Regions from separate parts of the Drosophila melanogaster genome. Here region 1 is linked to region 2. Evidence: chromatin contacts called from public Hi-C data. All regions are on one chromosome and are shown on one strand. Each heading gives the region's core, a stretch centred on a gene start, on an enhancer-like site or on the middle of the called end of the contact. The rest is flanking DNA. Distances are from core to core; before and after follow the strand shown.

Region 1 (3,541 bases), core at 738-3,237, 2.6 Mb before region 2:
AACATTTGGAAACCAAATCGCCGCCAGACAGCAAAAGTATCTCATGCGGGGGAAGGAACAATAACGTACAGAAATATGAAGTTTCTGGAAACGAAACCGAATTTCTATTCAATAAAGTTCGGTGGCTTGGTTGGGCTCGCAACTTGTGGCGCAGATGTTCCCGACCTTCCAGCCAAAGTTCGTTATTTGGTCAAGGAAAGAGGTCCTGTTCGAATTCGACTCACTGGCTACAGTGTCCCCATAAAAAAAATTAAACGCAGACCTCAAACAGAATGGCTTGTTGCAACTTTCACTTGTTTTCGATCTTGACTTCTGACATCCTCTGTGGCAGGGATTTGCCGTCGAGGACATGGGCGTGGCTGGCCAACATGTTCACGAAAAATTATGGCTTGACTCCGACATTGTTGAGCCCTTCACGGGCCAACTTTTGGTTCTCTTTCCAAGTTATTAAGCTTTAAATAAAGAAGAATCCTTTTTAAATTGTTTAGACAGCAAAATTCCCACGGGAATTTGCAGTAAGCCAATGTTTCAAAATAATTATTTGTTGGCTTTACAAGACAATAGGAAACCACATTTTTCTGTTTTTTTCTTAATATTTAAATATTTTTAATTACCACAACGCCTTCACATTTACGTGAAAGGTTTAAATAAAACCAATTTAAACGTCTATTTAGTAGATATTTCCTGTAATTATTAACAAATAATTGTTGTGCCATAGAAAAAATTTAATTTATTATAAGAGAACGGCAATTAATATAATTATATAATAATTAATTATTCCTTTGCCTGCATACTAAGATTAAAATAAGTCACTTAATGGAGCAATGGATATATATCCACAAAGTTACATATATATTTTTGTTTTTACGAACGTCCCATCGATCCGCTTTTTGTTAATCATGTGAGTCCTCGTATCTGAAATATGATTTGCATATGGATGCCGGATGTGCTAATGCAAATTTTTGACCCAGCTTGAATTTCATTAACACGATTCGGGGGATTCAGCGGTGCACATACTTACTTCCCCTCCGTGTTCCGACACTCAGCCCATCCGATGCTTGATGGCCATACATCAGGATGAAGGATGAGCACTTCAGAGTATGTGTGTGCCATGAGCAAGTACTTACATATGTACCCAGGTACAGGTGTGCAGAAATGTGGCCGTGCATTGTAATGTTAAGTTACAAGAAATGGTCACACTACAAAAAAAATTTTAATGCGTGGGCCGTTTCATCTGTACAACTAAAATATATCATGTTTTCTAGCTATTCGCACATTGATTTTTTAAATAATTTATATTGAATTTAAAAACATAATATTAGATATCACACTATATTTTTCTGAGTGCTGGCTTGGGGGTCGGTGAACATTTTGAGATGAGGTTAACAAAAATGGCTATGTGTCGTCGTCCTGCTGACTGCGAAATTGCTTTGGATGCCAAATGAATGCACTTGCATATTTCATTGCCGCCCCGTCACCTGCGGTATCACCTTTGGGCCAACTCTTTGCCCCAAGTTGGGATAACACCATCATAAAACAATAGACTTTGGCTTTGTGGCCAGGAGCAAGCGTAACTTTGATTACCAAGAAGAATGTATGCTATTGAGTTCAATAAGAAAAGCCCTGTTTGGTAAAAATGTTTTAAGGTCTGTTAAGGCATAGCATTAAAACAAAAAAACGCTACTTTGGAGGTTAAATTCTTTTTATTGTTACATGATTCCAATGGATATTTGTTTTATATTTTATAGTTACTTTTTTTCAAATAAGTATTACAATAAAATATCTTTGCATTAACATGGACTTTACATTACATACTGTTAACATGGCGACCCACTGCCATACTTTTTTGTTGGGCCAGGTCACTTACGATCCACAGCATCCATCCACTGGGGGGTACTCCTTGCGGAAACTGTTGCTGCTGCTGTTAGCAGTGCCGTTATAAAGTAACGGTACCGCAGCACTGAAGAGCCCAGTGTGTTGGCAGCGCCGCGTGGCAACGGTAATTGAATTGAACCGGGTAGCGTTAGCGGTTTTATCCAACGGAAAATGTGACGGAATATTGGCGGGATTGACGTGTTATAATTTATTTGTTTTAGTTTACGCCGTGATATTGGAAAAGCATAACAAACATAACATTGTTAGTGAAAGAGTAAAAATAGGTAGCGTTTGGAATCCGATTATTATATCTACTATCTTATCATTTACTTTCACTTACATAATAGAAACGTTATTTTTTGTATATTATATTTATTACTTAGCTTACATTATTTTACTTGCTTTCAATATATTATATGTACATATAAGTTGTACCTCCTTTATAATGTTATATCCTTGAATACTTGAATACTTAGGCCACCAAAAATGTGTTTATTTTCATAAATATGCAAATTAAAAGTAAATAGACCAGAATAAGTGCTAATACTGAAACATAAATAAAGATGATTTGCGTGTCATTACTCAAATATCAACTAAAATTCGTGAAAAAGAATTAACAATCCATGAGTGACTAAAGGGAACCATGTCTTCTGGCGAGTGGGACCTGCGTGCTTTGAAGGCGCTGGAGGAGGAGGAGCAGCGCGAGTTCCTGGCCCTCAGCCAGAGAAACCTCTTCGATCCGCTGCCGAATCCCTCACCGGATGTGCCCAGTGCGAAGCCTTCACTAACTTATGCCCAGCTGCATCCTCACCTGCTAAAGCTGCCGACGATCGACGAGTGCCAGCTGATGGCCGTCAAGCAGCAGAGATCAGCGGCTCTGCGATTCAGTCGCGCCCTCTCCTTGTCCGCCCACTCACTCACCTCGCGAACCGGAAGCGCAACGGCAGGCGGAAGTGGCCTGGGCTTTGGCCGTAAACTGAAAGCCCGCTTAGTGGGCGCGAAGTCGAGTGGCTCACTTTCGCCCGGTCGGCACTCGCACAGCTACAGTGTTTCCCCGGTATATACGCCGCCGCCCATGAGAAGATGTGCCACCTTGCATCACACGCAACCGGTGCGAAAAGTCTTTAAAAATCTCCAACAGCTGCAGGAGCGAAAACGTCAGGCGGCTGGAAGTCATCTGCAGAGGATCGCTGGCACTGGAAAAACGTACTGGAAGTACGGAGCCAATTCCACGGCCGCCTCGATAGTGGGCCAACGTGCACGCCAAAACCAACAGATCGAAGTCGAGGAGCCCAACGGTTCGGATGAGCTGAACTCGGAAACACAGGAAATCTCCGAGGCGGAAACGGGCTCCTGCAGTGTGCCGCTGCCGTCGAAGGACACCAATGAAATACTCCGCCTCATGCTCAGTGCGGCCAGCTCGGCGGTAACTGTGACGCCAACGGCGGCGGCCATTGGTAACGGTAACGTGGCCGGAGCAACTGGTGGCGCCCCGCCAATGCGTCGCTACCAGAATGCCAGCGATGTTGAGGAGGACGAAACTGTTGCGTACGGAGCTTTCCACCAGGCGGCCAAAAGCTTCGAGCGCGGCGCTCTCCTGCGAGTCGGCAGCTTAACAGCCCAAGAGAGCGATAACAGCAAAGTTAATGCCATTAGCCCCAGTCCA
Region 2 (3,408 bases), core at 733-3,232:
AACTTTTAGTAACAGTTTCATGGCACTTCGATCCACTAAGCTTATCACACCTCTTCGTTATTGGACACAAAACACGGCATTATAAGCCTATATATCTATTATGAGTAATTGACCACTGAGTCATCGGTAACAAATATCATAGCAAATACTGGGAACAGCGGTGGTCTGCAAATTGATTGTTTTATAATGTGGTACAATGGGTTTGACCGATAATCGGACGGCGGAGTGCCACTGGTACCGCCACCGCACCTGAACCCGTCGCACAAACAACTGAAATGCGGCGCAGCTGTCGATGGAACAGAAAGAGAAACAACAGCCATACAAATTGCAAAAGCGCTGGAAGTCAGCCATCTCGCTCTACCCTTGCGTTGACATGTTTTGTGTTTGCTTGCGTGAAGAAAGGCCAGGGGTTGAGTTGACGAGGGGGGGGGGGGTGGAAGTGGTTGGAAGTGGGGTTTTGAGGGGGCGGCAAGGGTGCGTCATGATGATATCGCCGGCCTTTTGTTGCTGTTTTGGCATATCACATTTTTTACACACTCACGCTTTGCACTCTTACTTCTCGTATTTCTCTCTCCCTTTCGCTCTTCCGTACTACGTGACGTATGCGCAATATGCGCCGTGCATCGCAAGTGGCTAAAGTTTGATCCACAAACTAGCTCTCACCACCACCGAGTGCAACTGAGCGTTGAGTGCTCTCTTGTTGCTCGAGATCCCGACTTTTTATGTGTACGTTTATTCCGGGAATCCCGCCCCACGCTATTTGCATTTCAATTACATTGGTTTTTCACTCATTTGCTCTGTTCTTTTCGCTAAATTATTGAACCCATAGCCAAAGAATAGTGATCGATCGAGTTGTGGAACTAATTATCCATAATGAATTATACATATTTAATTTTTCTTTTCATTTAAGCTGACTAATTGCAAGTGCTAACATTTTGAACAAGATCTTCAGAACATGCAATTGTCGTATAGTTGAATTTGTCAAGTGAAATCGTAATAAAACACTTTATTAGTAATTAGTTTGATTCGTGATCTGAATCAAAACTTGCTGATATACCCAAATCGAAATTAACCACGATCTGGCAACTGAACATAATAAATTTAAAACAACCGGTTTCGAAAATAAATATATTATGTTAAAATAATTTAAATTTACCAAAAAAAAATACCTTTTTATTTGGGTAAAGTTCAGCACCCTGCACTATTTAGCTTAATATTTAAAAACATTGGGAAAAAAGTGAATAGTATTTGCAAAAAAAATATAATTATTCTCGTATATTATTGTTATATTGTTATACAGTAGAAATATGTTAATTTTATTAATTAATTGTTGCTTTAATTTTCCCGTTTACAACTATAATTTTCCATTCAGGATCGGGGACTCACCTGCAGCCGTTTGCATGGCGTGTGCCTCCATATAATCCATATAGTATATGGATACCGGTCCCTGGTATTGGGTCATGGGACCGATTACCACGTCGGTGGAGTGGTTGAGATTTATAACGCTGGACGGCTGGATAGCTGGATTTGTGAAGATATTCTGCGGTAACGGAAGGCCGGAGGATGAGGTCGATGAGCCGGCGGACGTGAGATTGTGCAACCTTTGGGCGGGACTCGCTCTTTGACGACCCTGAAGTGTCCACAGCGAATTATCGGTTGTGGGGCTATTGTTTTCCTCGAACATTGCCGATTCGTTTTGGATTGCTGAAAACATCATATGTTATGTGTCGTTATATTACGGGTTTTTCATAAAATTAGTTATTTATAAAGCCACTTATCTCCTGGTTTTTATTTGTTTTAAGAATGTATCAACGTAATTGCAGATAATAACTTTTATTTGCTCCTTAAAAGGCCATATGAAAAGGGCAAAAACCTTACCTTGTTTATGTTTTAAAAAGGGTTGCTTGAATATGACGATCTCAGATGATCAAATCTCAGAAAATCCGTGACTCTTTCCGGAGTACGTAGCTGGCGCGCCAGTCGAACGACAACTGCTCAAAGTTGCATTTCAGCCGGTGGGGATGAAACTGAAAAGTAAACAAAATATCGAATCCTCTCTCTTGGCTCGCTAACTCGGCACTATAGTGATTGCGATTCCATTAGCACTCACTCTCCGGTTTTTTTTATATTGTCATGGCATGAAAATCATTTCAGCTGGGAAATTTTTAAAGTTTATCTTGCATTTTTTACAATTTAATTGCAGGCCTATGACTGGCAGTCATTTGCATAAAGTGTCTGAATTTAGTGGAATAGTACTCAAAGCTAATCTGGAAAATAAATTAAATTATTAATAGTTATGTTCTAATGGGAAAATTTGAGCAATATAAAGCATTTATTTTATATTTTAAACTGAACTCCAAGTGTCGCCCTCTTGGGGATGTTAGCATAAGTAAGAGCCCTCAAAGCTTTTTTCAAGTTCAATGACTAGCCGAACAGGTGGCGTCTTAATTACGCATACGCACCGTTGAACCTCAATATATTCGAATATAAAAAAAACATTCAATGTTAAAATGTTTTAATAAATATAATCTAAAAGTGGAAATATGTTTTAAATTAGTTTGGCTTGCTGTACAAAACGTTTAATTTTCGTGCAATTTTTTTAAATACGTGTTCTTTTTAAGCCACTTTTTCTTTGTAATCCTTATCAAGCGCATCAATTTAATGTGCTCAACGCTCAACCAACAGCCACACGAGATGTCAGCCACTCGCTGCACGCTGTGCAAGCTTCACTTTCGCCACACGACGGCAACTGCAGCACTTGACTTTGCCATGGCTCTTGGTCCATGTGAACCGCCACGGCCCCTCATCACGATCCATCTCACCCATCCACCAGACTATGTCAACTTGGTCTTTTTGGCTTTCGGGCGGCAAGCGGTTTCATGCCTCACGGTAATACACTGAGAGAATTTGGCATAGAATTAGCTTACCTTAAAATGTGATCTATATTTATAATTTATTTAATTATTATAAACCATTTGTTTTCTATACCCTTCGCAACCCATTGACATCTAGGAATCTAAGACTTTTTGGGATTTTATCTTATGAATGCTATATTAATTCAAATTTCCGGTCAGGGTGGGGGGGATTTTCTCGCTGTGGCTTGGAGCCCGGTGCCTGGCTATTAACACGCTGCATGGCACGCAGCAAAAACAAAGCGCATACTTTGACGTCTGCCCTCCTAATGACGACCACGAGAATAACGACGACATGGCAGCGGTAGCAGCTTCCCAAGGGGCCACGACTTTATTCATGTTCAGTTGGCATTAGTCGACACCCCTCGCACCCCTTTGCCATACACCCTATTCCCCCAGCTTGCCCCCATTTTATTTTTTTTCGAGCTAGTCCCCAACTTTTGTTTTATTTTACTTTCTTTTATTCACCCAGCTGTCTGCGCGGGTGTGTGAGTCT

What was found. A called contact is a pair of places that touch in the nucleus more often than the background predicts.
Region 1: a contact with region 2 is called in a Hi-C map of the OSC cell line, with 8 times the contacts expected there. The contact joins the promoter of CG44837 here to the promoter of PGRP-LA in region 2. A contact is called at or near these places in 5 of 107 Hi-C or Micro-C datasets (the OSC cell line, the PNm cell line, embryo and 1 more).

Annotation. Positions count from the first base shown.
Region 1 is chr3L:11,937,318-11,940,858 of dm6, reverse strand. It overlaps CG44837, which reads left to right and starts at 1,987. Exons shown (of 4, transcript NM_001300108.1): 1 at 1,987-2,159; 2 at 2,352-3,541. The coding sequence starts at 2,519.
Region 2 is chr3L:9,332,906-9,336,313 of dm6, reverse strand. It overlaps PGRP-LA (Peptidoglycan recognition protein LA), which reads right to left and starts at 1,982. Exons shown (of 6, transcript NM_206304.2): 1 at 1,879-1,982; 2 at 1,387-1,704. The coding sequence starts at 1,684.